3 separate regions of the Mus musculus genome follow, and all the other regions are linked to region 1. Evidence: chromatin contacts called from public promoter capture Hi-C data. All regions are on one chromosome and are shown on one strand. Each heading gives the region's core, a stretch centred on a gene start, on an enhancer-like site or on the middle of the called end of the contact. The rest is flanking DNA. Distances are from core to core; before and after follow the strand shown. Region 1 holds the start of Msh4 (mutS homolog 4). Region 2 overlaps St6galnac5 (ST6 (alpha-N-acetyl-neuraminyl-2,3-beta-galactosyl-1,3)-N-acetylgalactosaminide alpha-2,6-sialyltransferase 5). Region 3 holds the start of 1700012D16Rik (RIKEN cDNA 1700012D16 gene).

Region 1 (4,792 bases), core at 1,230-3,729:
GGTGGCCCTGCTTTTAGTTTAACCTAATCGCCTGGGAGGCACAGGCAAGAAGTCTTAGTTTGAAGCTAGCCAGCTCTATTAGGGGGACCTAGTCAATTAATAAATTAAAATGGATTGTGAACACTTCAAATGTTGCTAGTCTGAGCTCCAGATCTATAATTAGTTACTGTGTGGAGCTTGCTTTGTGAGAAAGGCAGAGAGAATTATTAGTATGTGCTGGAATTATTAGTGTAGCTAGCTACAGTGCTGAGGTGGTGTGAGAGACAAATGGGAGGTAGTCTCAGTTTGCCCTACAATCATGTCTGGGAACACGGGATTAGACATTAAAAAAAAAAGAATCCATCAAATCTGAGAGAATACAATGGTGCAGTAGAGGCAGCTGTCTTACTGGCTCCCCCTTCCCCTTCTCTAGTTACCAGATGTGTGCTATTCATGGTGGGTGTTGGCCTCCCTAAAGATCATCGGGAGACTTCATTGGATTGACAGAGAAAAGCTTCGAAGTTTCATCTTAGCGTGTCAAGATGAAGAGACGGGAGGATTTGCAGACAGACCAGGAGATATGGTCAGTACAATTCTGGCTTTGCAGTTTTTCATTGTTGATTGACTTTCATGGTTATAGGCATTTCTAATGCACTAAAAATAGTGCCCTGTAAGAAATAGTCCAAAGGTTGTCTTGGGGGTTTACCTTGGGTGTTTTTTTAAAATGTGTTAGTTACAAAGGCTAGAGCTGATAGAAATATCTTGTAGTGATAATTGTTTATGTCTAGTATTAGAAATACTTGTCTTCAGAAAACTTTTAAAGTGGTATTCAAGATACACTTCACTGTGGACAGATAGATAATTGAGCCTTTTCCATGTTTGTGAACTTCCCACAGGTGGATCCCTTTCATACCTTATTTGGCATTGCTGGGTTGTCACTTCTGGGAGAAGAGCAGATCAAGCCTGTTAGCCCTGTCTTCTGTATGCCAGAAGAGGTGCTTCAGAGGGTGAATGTCCAGCCTGAGCTAGTGAGCTAGTCAGATGGGAGAGATGCTGTAGTGTGCAATATGAATTACTGCTGTATTTGAAGTGTTTATCAAACCTAGACGTGACTTAATATTTTGTATATCATATGTTAATGATAAATTATATAAGTATTGTAAAATAAATATGTTGTATTTAGATCTTTAGTCTTCTGAGTCCAGTTTTTGTTAGTCCTATTTAGAGCTGGTATTTAACTGATGCCTCCCCGTGTCCTATTGTCGTGTAACAATCAATGATGGAAAGTGATTTCTGTTAATAAAACTGATGAGTGAAACTCATAATTTAAATAAAGGTCAAAATCAGTGGCTGTTGTGTATATAGCTTTTTATTTAGAACTGAACCATTTTGTAAGTGTGAACACCTTATTTATAGTTGGGGCAGAGGGTACAGTACATTTTTCAGGGAACTCTAGTCTGCTGTTGGCTTGGATTTCTCAGGCATGCAGTTGAGTTAGCCAGGATCCTGAAAGTCATCCCCAAAGAATTGGTCCACTCCATAATGGCTTTAGGTGTTGTTTCGTGATGGGGGCCCTGTGAGGTGTTAATGTCTCAAGGGTTTGAATGTGGTTACTCTGGGTGGGTTGCAGGTTGGGTGAATAGTAATGGTATAAATGTAATTTTGACTCTAGTCTATAGCCGCTCCTGGGTCAGTTACTAGAGAGGTAACTTACTATTAAGGACCTCTACCCCTTAATATTTAAGGAAGGAAACGTCTCCCCTCTTTGAGAGTCCTACATTGCACTGGAACTCCACATCTTTAATAGGTATCTCCAAGTGTGTTTTATGTCTCCTGATTGTTGCTTAAGCATTGCTGTCACCTTGAGGCTACACATAACTAATATCGTCTACATGTCCTTAGTGTTCTATTTCTGTAAAGACATGCTGTGACCAGCAAAGCGACTCTTGAAATTTAGGGCTTGCTTAAAGAGTTTCAAAGGTTTAGTCAATTAGGAGGGCAGGCCTGCAGACATGTTCCTTGAAGACCACACCTACTTAAAACAAGCTGCTTCCCTCAAGTTTTCTACAGGGGCTTTTCCTGCTCAAACTACACTCACTACACACTAGTGTTTGCAGGTACTAGTGTGAATGCCCTATTTGCTGGAGAACATTTATCCTCAGTTCTGTCACCTAGAAGATGTTTTATGTGTTGATTGTTGAAGAGCTTCCCAAGGGTTTCGAGCAAGACTGTAGTTTGTTTTTACCCTATGTGCAAAACTGCAGTACTCGAAATAGGACGGTTGAGAAGTGCTGTTTTTAATTGTTAATGTGGTCTCACCCGTGTTGTGCTCTGTCCCGTACTATGCTATGTGTACAACTGAGCGAAGACTTTCATTCTTAGACATTGGGCACATGCTGTGTACTGGGGGTGTAACTGGGGCGTATTAAATATGCAATACCCTGGCTCAGTCCTCAGAAAGCCCCCCTCCTTCAAAATGAACTGTTGACAACCTAGGTGGTTAGTGGGCTATAAATTGTTGAGCCTGGTACCTAAGGAGTGAAGAGGCTTACAGCTTCCAGAATCACGTGATGAGAATAAACCGGCACAACCCTGGACGCAAAGGTGAGAAACTCGCTGCTCACCCCTGAACTGCGCCTGCGCTGTGTGCATCATGTGCTGCTTGTTCCTGCGCCTGCGCGATTACAGCACTGCGCATGCGCTTAGCCTCCCGCCTTGTCAGCGGTGCGGCCTCCAGCCTTGGAGTGCTCGAAGCCACGCGCGCAGAACCTTGGGAGTCAGAAAGGCCGGAGAGATGCTGAGGCAGGAGGCTGCATCGCTTTCCAGTTCCCCACGCTGGACGCCGTCGCGGAGGGATGCCCCATGCGGGAGGACCCTGGCCTCCGCGTCCAGGCCGAGTACGGAAGGCGCCATGGCCGACAGGAGCAGCAGCAGCAGCAGCAGTCCGGCGCCGGCGTCCGCGCCAGGCAAGGCCCCGGCTCACCTGGTCACCTCCCCGGGCGGGCGCTGCCCTCGGCGCCCTGCTGGAGAAAGCAGTCTGGCCAGGATTCCACAGTCACTCATGCTGGGAGTGGTTTGTGTCTTTAATCCCAACACTGGCGACTACGCTTCAAGGCCAGCCTGGGCAACACAATTTCAAACCAATCAAAACACAGGGGAGAAAGTCTTGACTCTTCACAACGGTCTCATTAAGACGTGAGAGGAAGGGTAACCCATCTAGTATTCCCATGTAAAGCCTTAACTTCATGTTTCGTTTTAAAAGGCAGGTTTTCTATGGCTCAGGCTGTCCTGAAGCTCTTCTGTCCTGAAGTTCAGGAAAGCCTGGCTGGAGACTCCTAGCAATCCTCTTGCCTTAGCCTCTTGAGTACTGAATTATACCACCATGGCTGGCCTTTAACTTTTTTTCCTAAAAAAAAAAAAAAAGTTTCCCTTTTTCCCCTCTATGAGTATATGAGTGTGCAAGGGGTGGATGTAGAGGTCAAAGGACGACTTTTCGGAGAAAACTCCACCTCCACCAAGAGGGCTCTGGGAATCCAACTAAGGTCTGAGTCAGGCTTGGTGGGTAATGCCTCTCTAGTCGTTGAGTCATCGTGATGGTCCCCTACTTCTTCAAATATATAGTGAATATATGGGAGATTGTGTGTAATAGTTTCTAATAGTGGAGAGCTGAGCTTTGGCCGACGGGTTTTACTCTTTAGGTTCTAGAATGGAATGATAACAGGTTAAAGTGAACATCTTATCAAGGCCTTGTTAAAAATAAGGCCTTCTGGGATCAAATAGATGGCTCGCCCGTTAAGGGAAGTAGCTACTCTTTCAGAGGCTTAGTGTTCCAACTGCCAGCTCCCACATGGAGACTGACCACTGTCTGTAACTCTGCTGCCAGAGCATCTGCTGCCCTCTTCTGGTCTCCGGTGCACAGACATGCATACTGGCAAAACACCCGTACACTTAGGTGAAAAAGTCCTTCAGGGTGAGTTCAGTTCATTACAAGAACAGGGTTGGTTGAGTGGGTTTTATGAGGGAAGAGTTGGCTGGATGTTGTGAGGGAAGAAATAGTTAAATCGTGAAGTCTTCTCTGTTAAATATTAGGTAAAAAGCACTTGAGGGAAAAAAGCTTACCATGAGGATGGCCTGTCTGACAGTTCTGAAGTGGGAACCTGGCACAGGGACCTGAGCCTCGTACAAGACAGACCCACTTATGTAGACATGGGTGGTATATGATCTTGAGTATTTAATGAATGTGTGCTGTTTTCTACCAGATGAAGATCAGGAGTCTCCCCTAATTGCTCTCTGCCTTATCCTTTACAGGCAATCTCTGTGGTAGGAAGGCCCTGTGCCCTGATTGTTAGATGGGTAACAAGCTTGGATCTGGACTCTGTTGCATGACTGTACAGCAGGCGCTCTTAACCGCTGAGCCGCATCTCCAACATCTTAACTTTTAAGTTTTTCTTAGAGATAAGGTCTCTGTATGTAACGCTTGCTGTCCTGGAACTGGCGATGTGGACCAGGCTGGCCTCGAACTCACAGTGCTTGTTTTGCTATTGTTGTTGTTTTGTTGCTTCTTTTGTTATTTCAAGGCAGAGTTTATTCTGTATTCCGGAAGTCAGAGGTCCACCTGCCTCTGCCTCCTCGGTGCTGGGATTAAAGGCGTGAGGAACTGAGGGTTGAGAAAAATGTAAAAGATTATTTCCTGGCATATGTCATTCAAATTCCAATATATAGAAATTATTTTGAAAAACTATAGCTGTTTTCATTGATTTATACACTACCTAGGCTGAACCCCTATTTCACTGCCAGAGTTGAGCCCTTGACA
Region 2 (4,792 bases), core at 1,001-3,500, 990 kb after region 1:
CATGTATTGTGCATGTGATATATCTGTGTGCACACATGTTGTATATGTGATATACCTGTGTGCACATGTGTTCTTATATGATGTATTTATATGCACGTGTGTTGTATATGAGCATCTATTCATACTCAGAAGGCCATGGCCTTGTCATGAATCACATGATTAGTGAGAAGACTATGTGATCCATACATTACATAGTAGTAGCCTCAAGTGAGGGATCTGAATTAGACTCTCGGTCATCCCACAGTATTTGCTGATCACCTCCTGTATATCATGAGCTGGGCTGGCGCATGGGAGATCGACGCTTTATGAGGGCAGAGTTGCTACCTACGTGGAACTGGCAGTTAGTGTAAGACTGCCTAGAAACTGAGTCACGGGGTGTGAGCTGGGGGATTATGCAGAAGTTGCTTAACCACTCCAGCACTCAAGGTCCTTATCTGCAAAATGGTGTGAACCATAGGACCTTCCCCATGGGTGAAGCATGGGGCACTCATGGCTAGCCCTCAGTTACGTGTGGGTATATGTATGTGAAACCCTGAAATCAGAAGGTAGATCACCAGGCTGGTGCAGGTTGGTTACATATGTATGGTTTCACTAACACTTGTATTTGAATATTAACAACATGGGCAACATGGGCCACCTGAGCCTTAAATAAAATCATCCTTACTGCAGACCATGCTAGTTTAAGTGGTTGTGGGCAGCAGCTGAAAAGACAGCCAGAGTGGCCAGACCTAGAGAATACAGTGTTCAGAGTCCGGGAACATTCAGGCCCATCACTGTTAGGCTGGTATGTAGAGGCTGATCTACCTGAGGTGACAGAGAATGAAGAAATGACAGACACACATACAGAAACGCTGGCTTCAGGGGCACTGTGCAAGCTGATGGAAACAGATCCGCATCCAGGAAACTGAGTGAACTTCTTATGTACCACTGAGCAAGGAAGCTTGTCTACCACAAGCAGCTGGACGAGGAGGCTGACTAGCTAATTTCACAGGAGGTCTCTGAAGGGGGGCAGTTTCAGGTCTCAGGCACCCAGGAGAAGGCAGTGGTTGAAAGTTTCTTCATACACTGGTTTTAGCGAAGGCTCAATCACTTGTACCATTGAGTCATAGACCAGGGAAGGCTTTGCTCGTCCCATGGGTCTGGGGCTCTGGGGTCCTTGACATGTTTGTGCTCATGGCAACAATATATGCTCACTCGGGACTTCATCTCTTCTCCACATGGATGCAAAGTAAGTGTTCAATAAATACTAGTTGTTTGAGACACTGTTATCACTGAACCCGAGGGCATTGTATTAATGTGAAACCCATGACTTCTGCCTGGTAAGTAAAGCCAGCCTGGCTTGCACATGTTGTAACAGTGTCAGCTGGTACATTTGTGTACATCCAGACTCACAGCCCTATACTCCCCAGTGTGCATTTTCTTAGTGAGTAATTGAAGGCCTGTGTGAAGGGGCTGGATGATGGGTCAGTCAGTAAGGTGCTGATGTGCAGACACAAGGGCGCCAGATCAGGTCTCGGATGGACACACCGGCTTATGCCCACAATACCAGGGCTTTTTGCCTTTTGGGTTTGTTTTGTTTTGTGGGGAGAGTAAGCTTTAAATCTCGATGGCCAGTCACTTTAGCCAAATCCATGATCTTCCAGTTCAATTATAGACCTGTGTCAAAAAAAAAAAAGTGGAATGTAATGAAGGAAAGACACTGCACATCAGCTTTGACCTACCATCTAACATGTACACATGTACACCCATCATGTATGCAACACAGGTGCACACAAATATAATATATACACAACACATGTGCACACAACTATACATACACAATACATGTGCATAGATGCATCACATACACATGTGCACACAGATATATCACATATACAACATATGTGCCCATAGATACATCACAAACATGACACATGTACACATGGATAAGTCACATACACTACATATGTACACATGGATACATGACATACACAACACATGTGCACACAGATACACCACATACACAACACATGTGCACACAGATACATCACATACACAACACATGTGCACACAGATACATCACATACACACACTGCTACACCCACCCATAAATATGTTAAGTGGAGGGGCCCAGAGACATGATATGGTGTGCATCTTTGCTATGTAACACTTGAGCCATAGAGAAAGAAGTCACTTACCAGCTTGGGTTGTGAGTGGTAAACCAGAAACTGAAGTGTGAGTCATAACCCTGGGAGAGCAGATCTACATGACTCCACCTCTGTCTCTCCTTCACTGCTTCCTCCTCACTTGCTGTGGTAATGGCACAGGATGCTGTCTCCTTCGTGCCTGGCTCAAGTAGTAGCTTAGAAGCACCAGTTTGCTTTCTCCTAATGAAATTGAAGCTCAAACAGAAACTGTAAGCCTGACCCTCATACACATTTCCGGGGCTGCTGTGGATTAATTACGGCTGTGTGATAACTTTTACATGGAGCCTCAAAAAATTGTCTCAATGGGAGCATTAAATTAAAAAGTGCTGTCATTGAGTACAGATCGACCAGTTGGTGTTGGAGACAAGACAGACATGTGGCCACGCTGACAAATGTGAACTTGAGTGGAGGTCAGACTATAAAATGTCTTGGCCACATCAGCCCCTTAAACACTTGCCACGAGCTTTCTGAAACAGCTCATGCTGTGCTTGGCAGTTAGTGCTGAACGTGACAGAGGCGGCATGTGGGGAGGTTCAGCAGCTCCTTATAGAATGGACGAGAGTCCGTCTCCACCATGTGCTTTCCCATGCTGGGCAGACACTGGACCCTCACCACAGGAACTTCACCCAGAGAACACAGGACTCTGCTGGCACCCCACAATCCACCTTTAGAATCAGGTTGTCATTCTTACCAGGGAGAGAGGGTTGAGAAAGAAAGACATTCTGATGTCTAAACCCCAGGACCTGAAAATGTGACCTTATTTGGTCAAAGGATCCCTGAAGATCTAACAAAGTTAAGCGTCTTGCAATGAGACCATCCCTGATTGCCGAAGTATGATTTAAACCTAGCAGTAAATTCCCCTGTAAGAGAGGGAAAAGAAAAACTGGGTATGGAAAAGAACAGACCTTGGAAAGATGGAGACAGAGATGCTGGAAGGCTGGGATTTCCTGGAACTACCAAAACCAGGAAGCAGCAAGGAGGGTTTGACCCTGCAGCCTTAGGGAGAAGTGTGGTGCTTCCAGAAACTTCATCTCCGACTTGTGGTCTCTAGAACAAGAGAGCAAATGTCTCTTATTTCAAGCTACCTGACGGCCCAGGAAATAAATCCCCTTGACATTCATAAAGTTAGTACAAGAACTAACAAGGGTAGAGTGTCTCCGGATGGTGCTGAGGAACACTTGAGAGGCAGAGGGAAACACGCCTGACAATGGAGAGAGGCAATCGCAATGGAGACACAGGTACTGCACAGCCCGAGGCTGAGATAAGACACAGGTGTTCTCATCTCCTTCCATGAAAGGGCTTTGACGTCTCTGCTCTCACTACCGACCTCTACAGACATCTGGAGCAGCTGCTCCAGAGCCCAGGTCTAGGCAGGGCCCGGGTTGAGATCCACAGCGGCTTCAGGTCTGCTGCAGACACTTGGCAATCTGATGAGCCACCCTTTTAAAAGTCCCCGTGAGGCCGTCTTCAGTTCTGTGAAGAATGACTCTCACATCTCCCTGAAGTTATAACAGTGAGCAATGGCCTCTCAGAGAGAGCGCATGACAGGCAGTACCAGGTGGTTTTTACCATTTGATCTCTATCGATGGCACTGTTTACTGAGGTCTACTGCTCTAAATATCTGAGTATTAATTTCTTCTTCATATCAGTCTGAAAAATGCTGCTGCTATTTCCATTTTGTGCATGGAAAAACTGAGCTAGAGACAGGTTAATTAATTTGCCCCATTTTCAGGGAACTTTAATGGTAGAGGTGGGGTTCAAACCCAGCATGGCTCTGAAGTCTGTAGGCTTAACCCATTATGCTAAATCAGCTCCCCGGACACACACCTATATGTGTTGTTAACATATCTGTGAATCATATGTTCACCATCCAGTGGCCAATTTGCAAGCATCTAGGCTATTTAACGGTAAGTTCTGACTTGTCTACTACTCAGGGTGATACTTCAGGAATTGTGGAGGAGGGGGGACCTCCATATTAAAATAGCAAGGCATGGCATTGAAAAAGGACATTAGACTGAGTTGAAAGTACAGTTGACTAGGAATGTATTTAGCCAAGCTGGCCTTCCCAGCCCTGAAGAGTGAGGCCCAGGCACACTCACCTCTGCCACAGAGCTTGCACTCCTAAAATATTTTCTAGGTTGTCTGGATTCGCCCTACCCAGAAGTCAGCCCTTGGTTAAAATCCGGGAAAGAATCAAGCTAATTTCCCCATATCAACAGAGATAAAGGCATCAGGAGCTATGGACTAGAATATTTTTTTCATGATGCTCTAATATGTAAATTGAGTTTTGAGCTCAGAATTGTGACAAGGTAATGTGTCTAATTCATAGAAACTGATAGAATAGAAATGCCTGTGAGTAGCCAAGGTTCAGTGAGCTCACATCTCAGCCACATGGGGTTTCTCTGAAGTGAAAAAAAAAAATCCCTGAATCACGTTCTTTAAGGGTGAGGTTTGCACACTTCACATAAAGGAGAGCCTAGGCCCAGCAGGCGATTTATTTACTAGTCATGTGCTGAGCAGCACAAGGCCCCAAAGGTGGACAGATCAAAAGAACAGAGGGGACCATGCTCCTGGTATTTGTCCTGTCACCCCCAGGCTGCCCAAGG
Region 3 (4,792 bases), core at 799-3,298, 610 kb after region 1:
CCACGGGCTTTCTTGTTATTATATGGCTTCTTTTTTTCTACACAAAAAGGTAGCAGTGTTTATCTTGAAAAAGATTACGTGGGATTGGTAAAGGCTGCAGATTTTATAACAATTACATTTGCTGCATGAACAAAAATAACATTTGATAACCATTGTTCCACTTGGCAAAAGAAGTCTTAATCAAGATTCAGTTCAGCTTAATGTTTACACTCGAAATCCAATTCGTGAATTCATCTGCCACTTAAAAGCTAACCCCGAAAAATCATATAAAAATACAAACTGAGAGCTCGCAAGTCTACTGAGGCTGGAAATGTATGTTACAGGAAATTATACCATTAAAAGCAGCTTGAGACTTACAGGTCCTACACACATATTTATTTAATTAAATAAAAATCTAAATATCATGCCAGGAAGTGGTTTATACCCCCAGAGATTCACAAAGAAACAACAAGAAGGATGTTCGCCCCAAGGATTTCATACTCACACTAGTAAGACAGACATATAAACAGGGGTCTTCAATGTAGTCATGACTGACTGCAGTAAGAAGAGGTAGTGTGCCCGTGCCTGGAAGCACAGGCCTTGGAGCCTGACCAAGTTTTCAGGGTATGGAGAAGGAAGAGCTCTGGAAGGAGAAGAAGGAGTGTCGGAGGAGGGGCGGTGTGAATCCTGTAGTGTGTTCTGAGTTGCAGCATGAGTATTATAGAGACTTAGAACACCAAGCAGAGGAAGCTGAGAGGTCAGATTTGGAGATGTGGGGACTTGTGTTGGTGTCGGCATTCCCTGAAGCAGGGACTGTGGGTGGTAGATTAGGTAGTCAAGTATTTCTGCGATCCAGGCAAAGAGCTTCAACTTAGGCAGGAATAGATGAGTGGACTAAAGATGGATGACTTGAAGAGGACCTAAGAAAGGCCAACGTGCGGAATGATGGTATGAGGATGGGTGTCCCTCCAGTTTATAATGTACTAATTGAACAATGTGCATTGTAAAGTACACATAATATGCACAGGCATGCAGACAAAGAGTATGATTATTCTCATTGTGTTCATTTTAAAGTTCCTATATGACATGGAGTAGAAGTAGCCAACAATAAATGAAAGTAATACTATGAACTGCAAACAACAGGGCTGAGAAGGAAATTCTGACCTGTAAAGTAGAGACCCAGAAGTGATAGTTAAAACCCAGAGAGGAGAAACAAGATGGATCCAGGGACCCAGCTCTGGAGAGTACACAGAAAGGAGAGCCACAGGTGCATTCTGGGAGGAAGCGGTCAGAGACAGCATCACTTCACACAGGTCAGAGTAGCAGAGGCTCAGAACGGTGTCATGATCAAAACTGAAATGAAAAGTAGTGGGGTTCAGAACAAGGACCTATAGAGATTTAACCTCAAGGTTGAAGATCTATGACGTCCCACTTGTATAGATCCGCGTCTGCAGTGGTGTCTGTGTTCCGTCAGAAAGTGATTGCGGAGAGCGCGTGGGCAGAGTCCTTCCTAGTGGAGAACTTCAGGTGGGAGGGAAGAGCCCAGCAGATGGGACAGTGGCTTTAGGAAGTTCGGGTTCTAGAGTGGGCTGTTCACAGAGTAGAGATGTTTAAGAAAGGCTGGCAGCTGGGAAGGAGCCACCAATATGTCAATATAGAAATGCAGATGAAAGAGGGGGAAAAAAAACGACGCATCGTGCACCCAGAAGAACCACAGGATGGAAGCATGGGATCCAGAAGAAAGGATGGACCGAAGCAGGAGGGATTTAAAAAAATTATACCTATGGGGCTCAGAGGGTGATGAGAAGGAGGAATCAATAAACATGGAGAGGAGGGACAGAAAAGGTCGGTCCTGCCCTGTGACTTCAAGTCAGAGGCCGTCAGTACTGATCCATTCCTCCAACAGGGCTGCAAGATGACATAGGTGGATCCCATCGGGAGAGGCCCCTCCCCTCCCTCCCTCCCCTCCTGGGTTCCCCTTTATTTCCTCACACTGCCACATTGCTTCTCAGAGCCCCGCCCCAAGCACCTGGTCCTTTCTCTCACCTGCATGTCAAAGTTGTCGTTCAGAAGTGCTGGATATCCCGCTGCAATAGACTTCTCCTTAAAGCATCTCCCTGTTGTCTTCCTCCAAGCATGTTGTAAGTTTTTTCACATTCCACTGTGAATGTCTGTAGTAAGTTATTCTGCGATCGACTATGAATGCCTGTGGTCTGGCTAACTGCTCAGCTTTTCATGGGGACATGTGCCCTTTCCGAGGCCACTGAGGCTTTCAAACCTTCCCTCACCACACTCCGGCTGTCTTCCTCTACCCCGTAAACAGATGTCCTCAGCTCTAGCCACATAAGACTCTTCACGTTTGTAAAAAAATGAACCATATTTTTTGAAAGTCCTATGGCTAAATGAATTATCAGGCCACTAAACACCTCCCGGGGCAGGCACGAAGCTCAGCATCTCTACTGCCATCCAGGGTGGGGAGCAGCTGAATGCTTCTGTGGCAGGGCACAGTTCAGGACACACTGCCTTGGTGAATCTCATAGGGGTACATGGTTATGTGTTTTATCATAACAGAAATTTAGGGTGAAATTCCAAAACACTACTTTGTAATATCAGGCTTAAAGGCTATTTACTAATTCCTGCTACAAAAGCAGAAGTGAAGACATAGGCCATTTCCCCACTGTGCCCAAGTCTCCAAACGGACAGAAGGAACAATCCCTAGAGAATGACCTAGCCTTGTGCTTAGATACGGACGCCTTCATCCTGGAGCCGTCAACACACTCAGTGTTCTCACTGCCTTTGTTGCTGTGGTAAAGCACTAAGCAACCCAACTTGGGGGAGAAAAGGATTTACTTGGCTTTCATTTCCACATCACACACCAGGGCAGGAACTGAAGCACCAGCCGTGGAGGAAAGCTGGTTCTCAGCTTGCTTTCCATGGCTTGCTTAGCTGCATTTTTTTAGCACAACCCAGACCTACTGCCTGTAGTGGCAATGCCCACAGTGGGCTGGGCACTCCTCATTATCTAACAAGAAAGAAAATGTTCTACTTTCATGCCGGTCTAACGGAAGCAAGTCCTCAGTCAAGGTTCCTGCTTCTTGGGTGTCTTTAGTTTGTGTCAGATTGGCAAAAGCTAACAAACATGTCCAAGCTGGAAGGGCAAGCTGGAAGGATGGCTGGGCTCTCTGTTCTCTGTCAAGTGTGAATCTAGAACATATAACATTATGCTCTCAGAGACAAGCCAATGTTCTCCTACATTGTCACATCCAAGCTGTGAGCAGTGCCACAAGACTGATACCAGGTTCCAGTGTGACACAAGTGCTCAATATGCAGGCCCTGCTATGAAAAGATTACTTCCACTATTTACATCCTAATTTAGGGGATTACCTGTGGCAGGCAAAAGCTGGGGCTACTGTGTCTTCTAACATGAGTTGTACAAATATCAAACGCATCTCCCTTGTCTGGGACGGACACACACACACACACACACACTGCACACCATTTTTATCTAATGGTTGGTAGCTACTCTCAGTAGTCAATTGAAATGATCAGCTATTTCAAGTAATCATGTCCCTAAGAACCGAGTGTACTCAGACTCAGCGGTACGCACAGGAATGCAATTAATTCTTTCCTAATAATACCCACTTAGTAGATAGGCAGGTTAGACATGAGAGGCGTGGTGATAAGCTACCTCCTGTTTGCTTGCTCATTAGGGACAGCGGTCCTCGATATTAATGGAATGCCACAATCCAATTAAAGGGTTGCAGTTGCATGTGGCAGCCCTGAGAGGCACCGATGTCTGATGGGAAATGCCGCCATCTGGGCCTCGCCCCTACCCTCCTTTCCGCTGCTTCCATTGTGATGTCCCAGTCTTGCTTTCCGTGGGCACGTCTGGAATGCTGCCATTTTCCAAATGCCGATAATGTGACAATCAGCTTGCTGCTCGGGAGAACAACTCAGCCCCAGAAAAGTTGGTAATGATTTCAGAAGTTCTTTTGAGTTTTTAATCACAACACAGAGAGGAAATGCCCCATTTGTGTGTGATTGTGACAGAGATGAAAAGCGATTTCAGATCACCGGAGAACATTCGACAGCTGCGGAAGCCTCCAGTTAAGTGCCGGCTGCATTGTTTGGACACGAGTGCCTGTCTTGGACAGCCACTTACTCAGGGAAGGTCGGGATCCGAAACATCTGGAGCTCAGTAAATAATTTGATGTAATAACCTATGTGCTGCAATGCAAGGCTCTGCTGGGAACGTGCTCTGACGGGCTGGCCCAGCCCTTGCTTTTCTGACTGAGAACCCACTGTGATGAACTCGGATGCCATAGGGTCAAGTAGAATGTGGGATCAGGGTTACTTCTAATAACTTTTCACTTTGTAACTTGGAATCAAGTCAGACACCAGCGCGCTGCTACATCCTCCTAGAATGCAAAGCGTACATTTGAGGTAGATACTCTGTATCTCTACGCTTCCCTTGTCTGGCATTCAGCTATGAGTTCCAGAGCCATGATTAGAGTCTGGGGCTCATAAGCTTCAGAGCTAGACCAAAGAAGGTGATCCATCCCAGAGAACAGAAAAGCAACCCACCATTGTGAATCCCTGAAAGGCTATCGGCATAGCCCTCCTGATCACACCCAGGGTACATATGAATTCACATTTTTTTCAAATACAAAGCAGTCATTCCAAGACCTTTTAGTTTCAGGGACCAGGAAATGAAATCTCTTTCTAATCAGTGTTTTACAAAGGTTGGTGAAGCTATGTGCATGTTTGCAGCTCTGATCATGCACTAACCACATTTATTTATCTGTCTATATGC

Evidence for each region. Promoter capture Hi-C pulls out the DNA fragments that hold promoters and counts their contacts.
Region 2: a contact with region 1 is called in a promoter capture Hi-C map of the HPC-7 cell line. The contact joins the enhancer-like site here to the promoter of Msh4 in region 1. A contact is called at or near these places in 6 of 39 promoter capture datasets (the C10 cell line, the HPC-7 cell line, cranial neural crest and 2 more), 1 of 484 Hi-C or Micro-C datasets (B cells), 3 of 115 datasets of contacts at active chromatin or transcription factors (large pre-B cells, stem cell-derived neural progenitor cells and thymic regulatory T cells) and 2 of 9 other capture datasets (adipose tissue and liver).
Region 3: a contact with region 1 is called in a promoter capture Hi-C map of second pharyngeal arch cranial neural crest, with 3 times the contacts expected there. The contact joins the promoter of 1700012D16Rik here to the promoter of Msh4 in region 1. A contact is called at or near these places in 4 of 39 promoter capture datasets (the C10 cell line, cranial neural crest, embryonic stem cells and 1 more).

The regions. Positions count from the first base shown.
Region 1 is chr3:153,903,825-153,908,616 of GRCm38.p6, reverse strand. It overlaps Msh4 (mutS homolog 4), which reads left to right and starts at 2,479. Exons shown (of 20, transcript NM_031870.3): 1 at 2,479-2,945. The coding sequence starts at 2,633. Rabggtb (Rab geranylgeranyl transferase, b subunit) reads left to right here. Exons shown (of 8, transcript NM_011231.2): 7 at 413-562; 8 at 876-1,328. The coding sequence ends at 1,016.
Region 2 is chr3:152,918,024-152,922,815 of GRCm38.p6, reverse strand. The region is part of intron 2 of St6galnac5 (ST6 (alpha-N-acetyl-neuraminyl-2,3-beta-galactosyl-1,3)-N-acetylgalactosaminide alpha-2,6-sialyltransferase 5); the gene reads left to right. All of the region lies in intron 2 of Gm46830 (a long non-coding RNA gene), which reads right to left. Among named protein-coding and RNA genes, the nearest start is that of Gm46830, 21 kb to the right of the region's middle. Within about 2 kb of position 2,250, at least 62 of the 459 cell types and tissues checked have an H3K27ac peak or open chromatin away from gene starts, as enhancers often do. A contact at or near this core is called in the HPC-7 cell line and thymic regulatory T cells, where this site is marked.
Region 3 is chr3:153,295,905-153,300,696 of GRCm38.p6, reverse strand. It overlaps 1700012D16Rik (RIKEN cDNA 1700012D16 gene), which reads left to right and starts at 2,048. Exons shown (of 2, transcript NR_126464.1): 1 at 2,048-2,120; 2 at 3,690-4,195. All of the region lies in intron 3 of St6galnac3 (ST6 (alpha-N-acetyl-neuraminyl-2,3-beta-galactosyl-1,3)-N-acetylgalactosaminide alpha-2,6-sialyltransferase 3), which reads left to right.